Regions from separate parts of the Mus musculus genome. Here regions 1, 2 and 4 are each linked to region 3. The links are chromatin contacts, called in public promoter capture Hi-C maps. All regions are on one chromosome and are shown on one strand. Each heading gives the region's core, a stretch centred on a gene start, on an enhancer-like site or on the middle of the called end of the contact. The rest is flanking DNA. Distances are from core to core; before and after follow the strand shown. Region 1 has its middle 22 kb from the start of Gm42344. Region 2 has its middle 38 kb from the start of Aadacl4fm5. Region 3 holds the start of Tnfrsf8 (tumor necrosis factor receptor superfamily, member 8). Region 4 overlaps Vps13d (vacuolar protein sorting 13D).

Region 1 (2,700 bases), core at 94-2,593, 380 kb after region 3:
GGAAGACTTGGCTAATTGCTCTTCTTTTAGGTTTTATTATTTTATGTGTGTGAGTACACTGTCACTGTCTTCAGACACACCAGAAGAGGTCATTGGATCCCATCACGGCTTGTTGTGAGCCACCATGTGGTTGCTGGGAATTGAACTCGGGACCTTTGGAAGAACAGTCTGTGCTATTAACCACTGAGCCATCTCTCCAGCCCCAGAGGAAGACTTGGAATGTCCTGTTCTATTTCTTTATGCTTTATTTCCTTGTGATGAGTTGCTGAGAACTGAGTTAGCTTGGTAACCAGCAAGCCCAAGGAATCCTCCTGTTTCTTTTATCCCTAACCCACCTGCCCACAGTTGCCATAATTAAGGGCCCTTAATCATTCATGGGGATTTGTACTTGGGTCCTCATGCTTGTACAGCAATGCCCTTATTGAGCCATCTCCTTAGTCCCATCAAGGTACTAGCTTTGTCCCCAGACCTTGAGGTGGGAAGGAGAGAAGGACAGAAAAATGAGGGAGAGAAGAGAAGAGAGGAGAAGAGAGGAGAAGAGAAGAGGAGAGGAGAGGGGAGGGGAGGGGAGGGGAGAAGAGACACAGACAGAGACAGAGAGGAACAGAGAGAGACAGAGAGACAGAGAGACAGAGAGAGAGAGAGAGAGAGAGAGAGAGAGAGAGAGAGAGAGAGAGAGAGAGAGAGAGAGAGAGAGAGAGAGAGAGAGAGAGAGAGAGGTACACTTCACAACTTCCCACTCCACAGTGGGAGGCCAGCACATTCTATTCACAAAAGTCACAGAAGCCACCTGCTTGTCCTTCCAAAGTTGGGCTGAGAGTTGTTTCAGATTCCAGCAAGGAAGGCAATGACATGGCAGATATGGCAAGAAGTGTCCAGGTTGGGACAGATAAAGATGTTGGCAAGTCATGGTAAGTACTGGATGGCTTCTTCACAAAGACAGAAGGCCAGGGATTAAAAGCAGGATTTTGTAATGAGACTCTGGGGTTCAAATCCCAACTGTACCATTGCTTAGACTTGTCTCCTTGCTAAGCATACTCTGGGTCTGTCCCACTAGGCTCACAGTGACTCATTGCTGTTATTGCAAAGTAAAGGAGATACACATTTGTTAATGGATGTTTAGTAGTGCTCAGTGTGTTAGTTCATTATTTGTATTTCTCTTTAGAGTTTTCCCTCAGTGGCTCTATGCTTCAGATGAGGAAAGAGGCTTGGGAAGGTTAAGTTCAGGTTAAGGTGAAACTCATGGTCCCACTCAACTAAGACTCAGCCAGGTATGGATGGCTTCAAGCTCCAGACTCATCCCTGCCCTGCCTCCTTCCTGGCTCTCAGCAGGTCTGGATGGAAAGCCAAGCCAGCTTCTCTTCATTTGGCATCTCACACAGAGCACACAGCAGGGCAGTAAGTCTAACATGGTAAAGAAGGGTGGACTGGGTTATACCCTCACCTCTCCACCCTCAGCAAGAAGCCAAGGCACTTGGACCCCAGAGTGGCACTTGTGGTATGCAGTCTGCAGTCCCAACTCACACTCACACTTGGTGGAGCAGCTTACAAAACCCAGAGCCCAGTCCTACTGCCTCTCCCAGTCTGGGGTTTTGCCCAGGCCCAAGTCACCTTCCCAGGCAGGATCCAATTACAAACCAGCTGCAGCAGGGGATTGAGCTCAGCGTGTGTCTTCTTCAACTGCTTATTTCCTTTGTCTTGTGAGTCTTGAAAAATGAAAGGAATGATAAGGATTTGGGGGTGGGGGGAGTTGTGCTGGAAAATTCTGCAGATACTGGTTATCTCACCAGGAGGGAGGCATGGATGCCTGAGCAGGATTAGAGATTCTAGCCCTGGGACAGAGAGATGCTCTTGCTCCTGGATCAGCTAACCTTTTAGGGATCAGGCCACTAAAGCATCCTAGACTTCAGTTTCCACAGCTAGCAACAAACAATGCTAACTGCCTTTTTTGTTGTTGTTTGTTTTTTGTTTTATTTTGAGACAGGGCCTCTCTGAATAACCCTGGCTGTTCTGGAACTCACTATGTAGGTCAGGCTGGCCTTGAATTTACAGAGCTCTGCCTGCTTCTGCCTCCTGAGTGCTGGGATTAAAAGCATGCTCTGCCACATCCAGCAGATGGTGGGCTTTTGAAACCTCAAAGGCCACTCTTGGTGCCACACTTCCTCTAGCAAGGCCATACCTCCTAATCCTTCCCAAACAGTTCCACTAACTGGGGACCAAGTGTTCAAATATATGAGCCTGTGGGAGTCCATTCCTATTTAAGTCACCACACTTCCACAACTCTGAGTTGTTGCAAAGAAGAAACAAATGGCCTGAAGACCAAATATTCCCACCAGGGTGACTCAGCTCTGTAGGAAACATTTCATAGAGTCCCAGGGTTATTTTTGATTGTCATAACTGTGAAAGATGAAGACAGTGGTACTGTCAGGTCTCCAGTAGAGCTCAGGACAGCCCTGCCAGTGGCCCTGTCCACGACGTCAGGAATACTGGGATGAAGTCTTGAACATTTTGCAATACACTGTGGTTTTTCAGGCTCAGGGGCTCCACTTGCACATAGAAGGGGCTTCCCTATTTGCAGCCATTGCTGAAGAGTCTACTTATGCAGACAGCCAGGTTGTGCCAGATGCTCTGCCCTCATGGGATGTCTGGTCTTAAGGGTGCAAGTGCAAAGCAGATATTGTCCTCAAATATCCATCAACT
Region 2 (2,700 bases), core at 89-2,588, 490 kb after region 3:
AGGTTCTCAGTTGGCCTTACTGGAAAATGCAATGATGTAGAAAATGAGCCTTAAAGTCTACTGGGATTGATGTGTGGCTGGGATTGATGTGTGGCTTTGTCCTAGCAGAGCTGGCAATCCTCACTTCAGAGGAATTGAGGCAGATATCCATGCCAATCATGGCAGCTTCTGTCCCTGGGGCTGCAGTTGGATGTGGTATGCTGATCATGGCTGCTTTGGACTGTGTATTCTCTTGCAGATAGTTATCATAATCTGTGCAGCTGCCTGGCCCACAAGACAGACTCAGTGGAGGTGATGGTAGGGTGACTGACTTGAGTAATTATTGACTTATATATGCCAGGGTGTTGTTTGGCATGATCTGGGTTACTTTAGCTCACAGAAAGGAGCTCTGACCTCTGCATGTTTTTGTATGTACACATCCTGTGTATACATAGGAGGTCAGAGTTATCCAGGAGTTGACAATAGCTTATTCACATTTCACATGGAGTGTCTAACATCTTAGTCCTTTAAAGAGTCAGTTGCTTTTGTTTCTCTAGTGGTGGCCACTGCTATCTCTATCCCCTTTATGTCTCTCTGCTGTTGAAATCTACTGCTGTTGTCAGCACTGCTTTTATGTTACCCCTTATTGCTATTTTTGATGATTTCCGTATGTTCCTGTCATGGACACTGGAGAGTCCTCTTGAGTCTGTTATCACTGTTCTCAAGGCTTCTGGTTTCTTCCATGGTCCAGTCATCGCCATTGTCTAACCATCAGTGGCCCTTGTGGCTCTACCATTGTCAAGTCTCAGCTCTACTGTGGTTTCGACCTCTTCTGTCACTGCTACCAATACTTCCTTCTGGTGACCTGTTTAGATTGCTCTACAAAGGCAGGCAGGAAACAACTTCTAGTGAGAGGCTGTTTGAGTCTAATGTTGCAATCCCAGGAGACAGCTAACATAGAAAGATGCCTCCCAGCTGACTCATAAAGTGAGCACAATAGCTTGCTAATCTAATCAGAAAGATATTGATCTCCAGCATCAGTAGGCATTTATACAGAATTGTGTTTATGAGAAGCATTATATTGTCCATGTTGTGCCAGGCTAGAGTTCCTCTGTTGTGGTAAATATTATTTGGGAGTTTCTACCCCACCTTAGACCATTTAGTTGCCAAATAAAGCAAACAAAACTTTTCAACCCTCTTTGCTAGTTTGTCTACTTGCTTATCAGTAACCCTGAGATATCATTTGTCCTGTTCTACCTAGGCCACTCCTACTCCAACAGGCCAGTTCTCAAGGCCAGACGCTCACCACCTACCTCCCTCATAATACCTTTCTCCTTCCTCTTCTCCTCTCTCTGTGATCTTTGCCTCTGACCTTAACCCAGGAACTGAAGCCCCTCCTATCTCTTTTCTGCCCTGCTACAGGTGGTAGACAACTTTATTCAATGAATAGTTTTAAATTCAGAAACAAAGTTTGCACAACAAAAGCTGGCATACAGAAGAATTCACTCATTGTGCAGCAACTAGACTTTGGAATACAGAATTTAGCATCGTAATACATAGTAACAGACCAAACCTCAATGGCCTCTGATGTTTCTTTGGCCTCAAATTGCAAGGGCAGTCTGCTTCTAATTGTTTGAGACACTTTTGGCTGTGGCTATGACTTGAAGAGCTAGAGTGGTTTTAGAGGCAAGTGGCACAATTATTGTGTAGCTTTCTCAATGTTTGTATGTTGTTCAAAATGATCAGTACTGGTATAAATTTAGCTGGCCATTTGACTAACAGTCATTTTCTCAAAGGAGCCCCACAGAGGAGTCTAAGAGCTCCCAGTTAAGGAGTTCAGTTGCCTTATCTTCTAACACTTTTACTTCAGCACTGGTAAAATAAACATTAGGAAAAAGGCCTTATTACTAAGACTAGTATCAATTTAGCATGTGTTTAGTGGTAGTTTTAACAATGTTCACCATGCTCCTAGTACATCAGGGAGAGATGAGCCTGGAACATGAGACCAGCAGGGTCCCAGTGGCCAGTTTTGGTTCTTTGCTGGTAGTCCAGTTTTCTAAGACAGCATCTTTGAACTTTCTGGATTCTGTGCACAGTGTGCTCATTTATGGAAATCATCGTGTGGGTGGGAATTGAGAATCCTGGCTTCCCTGAATCTCAAGGCTCCTCAAGTTCATGTAGGGAAATTGAGGGTTGTCATTTTCACTTGTTAGGATCACTGTGAGGATTGAATCAGGTTTGTTCTCCTTTGTCTCCTGTGACCTAGTTGCAAAGAGGCATGTTGTGTTTTGTTGGGAGTGACCTTGTTAGAACGTTAGCTGCTTTGCTTGCTGGCATAAAGTCCTGGCCTCTGTGGGAAAGTACTAGTCCAGCTGAGTACAAATAGACATAGATCCTGAAGTCAGAGGAGAACAAATAGCTATAAATCTTGTGCATAGGTAAACGGTTTACCCAGTCAATATCCTGTTCCTGGGAACAGGTGCATTACCCAGAGACAAAGCAACCCCCCTCTACCCCCTTCCTGCTTCTATGAGTATATAACCTGTGTGGGAAAAATAAAAATCTGTCAGCTTGATCAGGATATCTTGTCTTGCTGTCCATTCTTTGTGTTTCTTGTCCCCCATTCTCTTCTAGGTGCCCCTCAAGTCCCTGTTCGACTGTCCTGTGGGTCAGTGCAATCTGGTGCCCAGAATGTGGGGCTCCCCGGGGATATCTGAGGAA
Region 3 (2,700 bases), core at 46-2,545:
CTCCCATCTTTAGAGCACATAGGTAGCATGCCTGTTTTCTCGGTGTTGGTTTCTATGTTTGAAAACAAAGCAATACCAGACAAAAGCAGTGAGCACCTGCTAGTCAGTGCTCAGCAGTGACCATGTGCTGCCAGTACTCACAGAAGCAATCAGGAGAGCCTGGAGTCCGAGGAGCCCCACATTCGAACAGCAGCTTGGGGAATAGAATAAGGCAGACTTCAGGTGAGGCTCCAGGGTGCCAGCTATATCCACCAGGCAAAAAAGGGCAGGGATACCTGTGGATTGATTAACATATGCCCTAGTCTTCACATAGTTCGTTCACTGGTCAGTCCACCCACCTGCCTACCCATGCTCCATGCAGGCATCCACTAATCCATCTATTGCTTTATGCATCCATTTCCCCTTTACCCCATATCCATTCATTCCCTCATCTCATCAGTCCTCCCATCATCTACCTACTCATCCATCTACCCATCCATCCATATATCCATTACCTAATCTCTTCATTCATTCCCCAACCCTCCCACTCACTTAACCATTCACAGATATCTTTTCATCCATCCACCCATCCCTTCATTCTGTGACCCTCTCATCCATTTACCATCCGTCCACTTCATCACTCATTTGTTCTCTATTCACCTACCCCATCTGCCCATCCATCCTTCCTTGCTTCCATCCATCCATCCATCCATCCATCCATCCATCCATATTCCAATCCACGTGTTCTCTTTCCACTCATCCATCAATTCATCCATCCCCTCATCCATTTATGCATTTGTTCTCATCTTCCTCACCCATCTACCCATCCATCCATTCCCTCATCCTCCCACCCACACTTCCATCCATTTGTTCTCTATTCGCCCATTCATTCCCCGTGCAGGGCTGGCTTTACTTTACAGCAAATGTTACAATGAAGAAGTGCTCATTTTTCTCGAAACTCTCCTCACTCTGTCCCTTCCAAAGAATCCTGATGATGTGGGCTTAGAATCTCACCCTTCCTGGGGGTGGGGAATGGGGCTAGAGGCCTCAGGATTCTGTACCTCTCAGACTCCTGAGTCCTGTACCTTTAGAGCTGAGCCGGCTTCCCGGTTCCTCTTCAAATCCGGGGCGGATCATTCAAAACGCAGGGGAGCCCCCTGCGTGCGTGCGCTGTGGCTAGCCCTGAGTCATCTCTGCACGTGGTGGCCCCTTCTCTCTTAGGCTTCACAGGCAGGCAGATCGCTGCATCACAGGTGGTAAGAGGGTGGGGGAGGGAAGGATTAGGGCTGAACCCGAAGAAGGGTTAGGAAGGCGCAGTCACATTAGAAGTGATTTCACCGCGGGAGAGTCAGGGTGCCGGCAGGTGGCCAGGCGCTGGAGACTCGGGAAGCCAAGATGAGCGCCCTACTCACCGCAGCGGGGTTGCTGTTCCTGGGGATGCTTCAAGCCTTCCCAACGGTAAGGGAATGACAGTAGCCCCGGACACTGTGCGAGAGCAGTGGCTAGAGTAAAGGAGGACAAGGCAACCTCTCACCTTATTCCCCAACTCAAACTAGAGTGAGGGGGCACAGGAGGCAACTAAAATATGCAAGCATCCACAGGTGGGTGGATAACTGAAGAGTAAAGTTAGAGCTTCTCTCGTCACAAACGCAGGTAGTCGATAGTTGGGAGCAGTTTGCTCCTTCATTATCCGTGAGTTGAACCCGGAGCAAGAGAAAGCTGTTCCTTTCCTGTTCTGTTACTGCTGCCCCAGAGGGGGTCCTGGATAGAGAAACTTGAGTATGCCCTTGTTTTGCCAGAGGATGATAACGGGTTGTTTGTGCATCCGTAGGCTGGAAGGGCTGAGGAAAGAGAGGAGGGGGTGAATGAGAGCAAAGGTGGGGGTCTGGCCAGCTGGTGATGTGGGCTGGGTGCCCTGGAGCAAGCACATGGTGGATATTTGTCCCAGGAGCAAGTCAGTGCTGTCTCTGGTTCTATAGTTGAAAGCCCCAGAAATAAGTCTGGTCAATGAGTTAGGAAAACTGAACAATTCCTAGGGGCCAATGCCACACTAGGCATTAGTGTGTGGGAAGGAGACAGGACTTTGAAGAGCCACTCAGATAATCTTCTTTACGGAACCTAAGGTCTACATGGAAGAAAAAAGTGCATGGCTGAATGGTAGCTGGGGGAGGGAGACAAGGGACAGCAGCAGGCTTGCTGGACATGAGGTGTCTCTGCTAGAGAGGTGTGAAGACAAGGGAGGAGAGAGGGCAGGAGAGAGATGGTAGGAAGGTGTCCCTTTCATCTCCAGTGGGCAGTGTGACACCTGCCCTGCAGAGGGCAGAAGTGAGCAGAGGAGCCGTCCTACCCTACCTCACCCCCATGCCCGAAGCCCTCATTCGGGGAAGGTAAGAGTTTGGAGCAACAAGGACCCTGGAAGATGAAGGAAAAAGTAGGATGTGAAAGTGGGGAGGTTTGGTTTCTTTTCTCCTACTAAGTCGAAACATTTTTTGATCAGGGCATGGCACATTCTTACATGAGTATGTAGGTTTAAGGACAACTCTGGGAGTTGGTTCTCTCCTTTGACCCTGTGGGTTCCAGGAATAGAACTCAGGTCATCAGGTTTGGCAGCTAGTGCCTTTACCCACAGAACCATCTCACAGGCCTGTGAAAACATGTTTTACAATTAAAGCCGTGTACTTACTACTACCTGGAATGTGTGAAAATGCCCCCAAACAAAAA
Region 4 (2,700 bases), core at 111-2,610, 320 kb after region 3:
AAACCTGTTATTTACTTTAACCACTAAGGACTAAAGAAAAGTCTGAGTGCTCATTCCCTCATGACCTGCCAGTTTGCAACATACACAAACCAGAGTCTACAGTGATCTGCATATCCACTCTTCTTAATGCCACCTTGTGCCCCTCCTTGCTTGTGTTCAGTGGCCGTCAACATACAGCATAAGAGCACTTCTGGCCTGCGTCACCCAGGGGTCCTGATTCAATAAGAGTCACAGGACCTTTCGAGTGCAGTGCGTGTTTAATGTGACACAGATGGGGGACATCCCGCAGACCTTTCTGCTTTGCAAATTTTCAGCTTTTTGCATTTCATCAGCATTGCTTATTGTTTACAGACTGTAACCAGAGACAGCAGAACAGACTGTAATTTTTAAAAAGGTTTGGGGGGGGGTGGGGTGACGGGGCCGCAGGGGATTTGGGAGAGAAAAAAATCCAGTAGTGTGGAATGTTGTTTGCTATCCAGACCAAACAAACCAGTTTGCCAAGGGTTGATGGACTATGACAGTCAGCCTGGCCCATGTTAACACTGGGCAGCACGTAATTAACAGACAGCTTGACCGTTTTATCACCAAATAAAGAATACTCTCTGTCACAGGTGGAACATCCTGGTCCCAGGCAGAAATGAGCCTGTCATAGAGGGACCAAAGGGTATGGCCAAGATGCCAGCTTTGCTCTGTTTCTTTCCTGCCTAGAAAGGACCCTGCTGAAGCCAGTTCCTATTCAGACACACAGCTGTTCTCCTTATCCCCTTCCTGTAGGGGCTTATGCCTGGCCCTATGGTGAGAGTCAAAACAAAGAGAAGGGTCTTTTTTGGTATGAAAAATTAGGATAGTCTGGAGGGCATTGGACCAGAGCCAGACAGACACAAGCTTCAAGACAGTGTCATCTCTGATTCTTAGATGGTGCAGCTTGCTAAAGGTGGCCTTGGCTTCTGTGAGAGCTTAGCTATTGGTTAAGCCTAAGGATTAACAGCAAGAAACCCACCTGGTGAGAAGGGGCATGGGGACTGGAGGTGACTTGTCTCCAAGGTCAAAGAAACCTAAAGCTTGGTCTGATATCCTATGAGCCATATAAGAAATTCACTCCGAATAGGCCTCTTCTTGGGGATTAAATGAAATCAGAGTCCTGACCATTGGGTCAGACAAGCAATGTCAAGATGACTATTGCTTCCCTAGGAGGAGCTGGGTCCAAAGTGGCTGCCAGACTTCTGAGCCCATTTTTTTCCTTCTCAGAAAAATGCAGACATGGTACAGTCCCCCAAAGCTGCCAGTTACCTCTGGGAGCATGTGACCTGGGCCAAGAGTTTCCTAGTGTCCCCCACAGGGAATTGCCAGCATTCCTGCGCTCCAGGGGTTCCTGGGTCATTCCCAGTTTCCAGCCTTCGCTTCTTTTCTGCTCCAGAGGCCTTGCTGCCTGCCAACCTTCCCTAATCACCTGACCCTCCTGCATCAGCTCCTACAGTTTCCAGCGACTTACATTTCATCTTGGGTGGATCTGGGCTGGAAGGAGGTGTACCTGTCTTAGAACATTTGTTTCTCCCTCAGCCCCCTACAGCTCAGCTGAAAGACCTAAACCAGGGGCACAAAGACCGGACAGCTTTTACTCCGTCAGAGTTCTCTCTTTTTCTACTTTCCCTTTCTTCCAGCCTCTTCCCTCTGTGTGACAGGAAGATGTGAGAAGCCCTGAGGCTGAGCAGGTAGTCCCGAAGCAGCAAGTCCCTAAGCCACAGTACCTCCAAGTCTACCTGGCTTTGGCCCTGATAGAGACTGTGAGGTAGCAGTAGCTGTACAGGAGAGGTTGTTTTACAAACACAATAAGAGAAAGTGTTTTGCCAGTAATACACGTACATATGTGCATACATACATGCTATATATTACCATGTATATCTTTACCATATATATGGTATATGTGTATGTATATGTGTATATATATATATATACACATATACAATGTGTGTGTTTGTGTGTTATTATGTATAGTGTATGTATTGTAAACCCTTGACTATGGTGAATTTTCCTAAAGGCAATACTCTGAGATTATTCCAGCTCTAAGAATTTCAATGAATATTGAATTCTAGCTGATGAGCACTGCTTTTTTACAAACATTATTTCAGGAAATTAATATCTGAATAGAGCAGGGAAAATGCTTTTGTGTCCATTTTCCAGCATGCTTTTAAGGAGTCACACTTATTGGGAGCCATGTCACAGACCTTATACACACACACACACACACACACACACACACACACACACCATATTAGTGCTTGTGGCAGTGAAACTCTAAATATCACACTCTCAGATTGGGCTGAGTTTTGTTTGGTTTGGGGTTTGCATTTGCTGTTGTTTTTCAAGACAGGGTTTCTCTTTGTATCCCAGGCTGTCCTGGAACTCAGTGTGTAGACCAGGCTGGCCTCTATCTCAGAGATTCTCCTCCCTCTGCCTCCCCAGTGCTGGGATTAAAGTTGTTCATTACCACACTGAGGCAAGGATTTGGGTTTTTGAGGCAAAGGCTCAGATTGTAGCTCAGGCTGGCCTGGAACTCATTATGCAGCCCAAACTGACCTCAGACTTGATAATCTTCCTGTTTAATCTCTCAAGTGCTGGGATTAAAGGTGATAGCCACTGTACCCAGCCACATTTATGAGTTTTAAATTGATTTACTTGTTCTAAGGAAGAGGTGGGGAT

What was found. Promoter capture Hi-C pulls out the DNA fragments that hold promoters and counts their contacts.
Region 1: a promoter capture Hi-C map of embryonic stem cells shows a contact between it and region 3, with 11 read pairs. The contact joins the enhancer-like site here to the promoter of Tnfrsf8 in region 3. A contact is called at or near these places in 3 of 39 promoter capture datasets (embryonic stem cells and pre-B cells) and 4 of 115 datasets of contacts at active chromatin or transcription factors (embryonic stem cells and epiblast stem cells).
Region 2: a contact with region 3 is called in a promoter capture Hi-C map of embryonic stem cells, with 10 read pairs. The contact joins the enhancer-like site here to the promoter of Tnfrsf8 in region 3. A contact is called at or near these places in 7 of 39 promoter capture datasets (cranial neural crest, embryonic stem cells, frontonasal cranial neural crest and 2 more), 1 of 484 Hi-C or Micro-C datasets (bone marrow-derived macrophages), 1 of 115 datasets of contacts at active chromatin or transcription factors (embryonic stem cells) and 2 of 9 other capture datasets (adipose tissue and macrophages).
Region 4: a promoter capture Hi-C map of embryonic stem cells shows a contact between it and region 3, with 12 read pairs. The contact joins the enhancer-like site here to the promoter of Tnfrsf8 in region 3. A contact is called at or near these places in 2 of 39 promoter capture datasets (embryonic stem cells and pre-B cells), 1 of 115 datasets of contacts at active chromatin or transcription factors (microglia) and 2 of 9 other capture datasets (embryonic stem cells and liver).

What each region holds. Positions count from the first base shown.
Region 1 is chr4:144,933,639-144,936,338 of GRCm38.p6, reverse strand. It overlaps a transcript of Vps13d not described here. Among named protein-coding and RNA genes, the nearest start is that of Gm42344, 22 kb to the left of the region's middle. Within about 2 kb of position 1,343, at least 27 of the 459 cell types and tissues checked have an H3K27ac peak or open chromatin away from gene starts, as enhancers often do. A contact at or near this core is called in embryonic stem cells and epiblast stem cells, where this site is marked.
Region 2 is chr4:144,823,654-144,826,353 of GRCm38.p6, reverse strand. No RefSeq gene overlaps it. Among named protein-coding and RNA genes, the nearest start is that of Aadacl4fm5, 38 kb to the right of the region's middle. Within about 2 kb of position 1,338, at least 4 of the 459 cell types and tissues checked have an H3K27ac peak or open chromatin away from gene starts, as enhancers often do. A contact at or near this core is called in embryonic stem cells, where this site is marked.
Region 3 is chr4:145,313,759-145,316,458 of GRCm38.p6, reverse strand. It overlaps Tnfrsf8 (tumor necrosis factor receptor superfamily, member 8), which reads left to right and starts at 1,295. Exons shown (of 13, transcript NM_009401.3): 1 at 1,295-1,437. The coding sequence starts at 1,375.
Region 4 is chr4:144,991,266-144,993,965 of GRCm38.p6, reverse strand. All of the region lies in intron 67 of Vps13d (vacuolar protein sorting 13D), which reads left to right. Among named protein-coding and RNA genes, the nearest start is that of Gm36317, 29 kb to the right of the region's middle. Within about 2 kb of position 1,360, at least 28 of the 459 cell types and tissues checked have an H3K27ac peak or open chromatin away from gene starts, as enhancers often do. A contact at or near this core is called in embryonic stem cells, where this site is marked.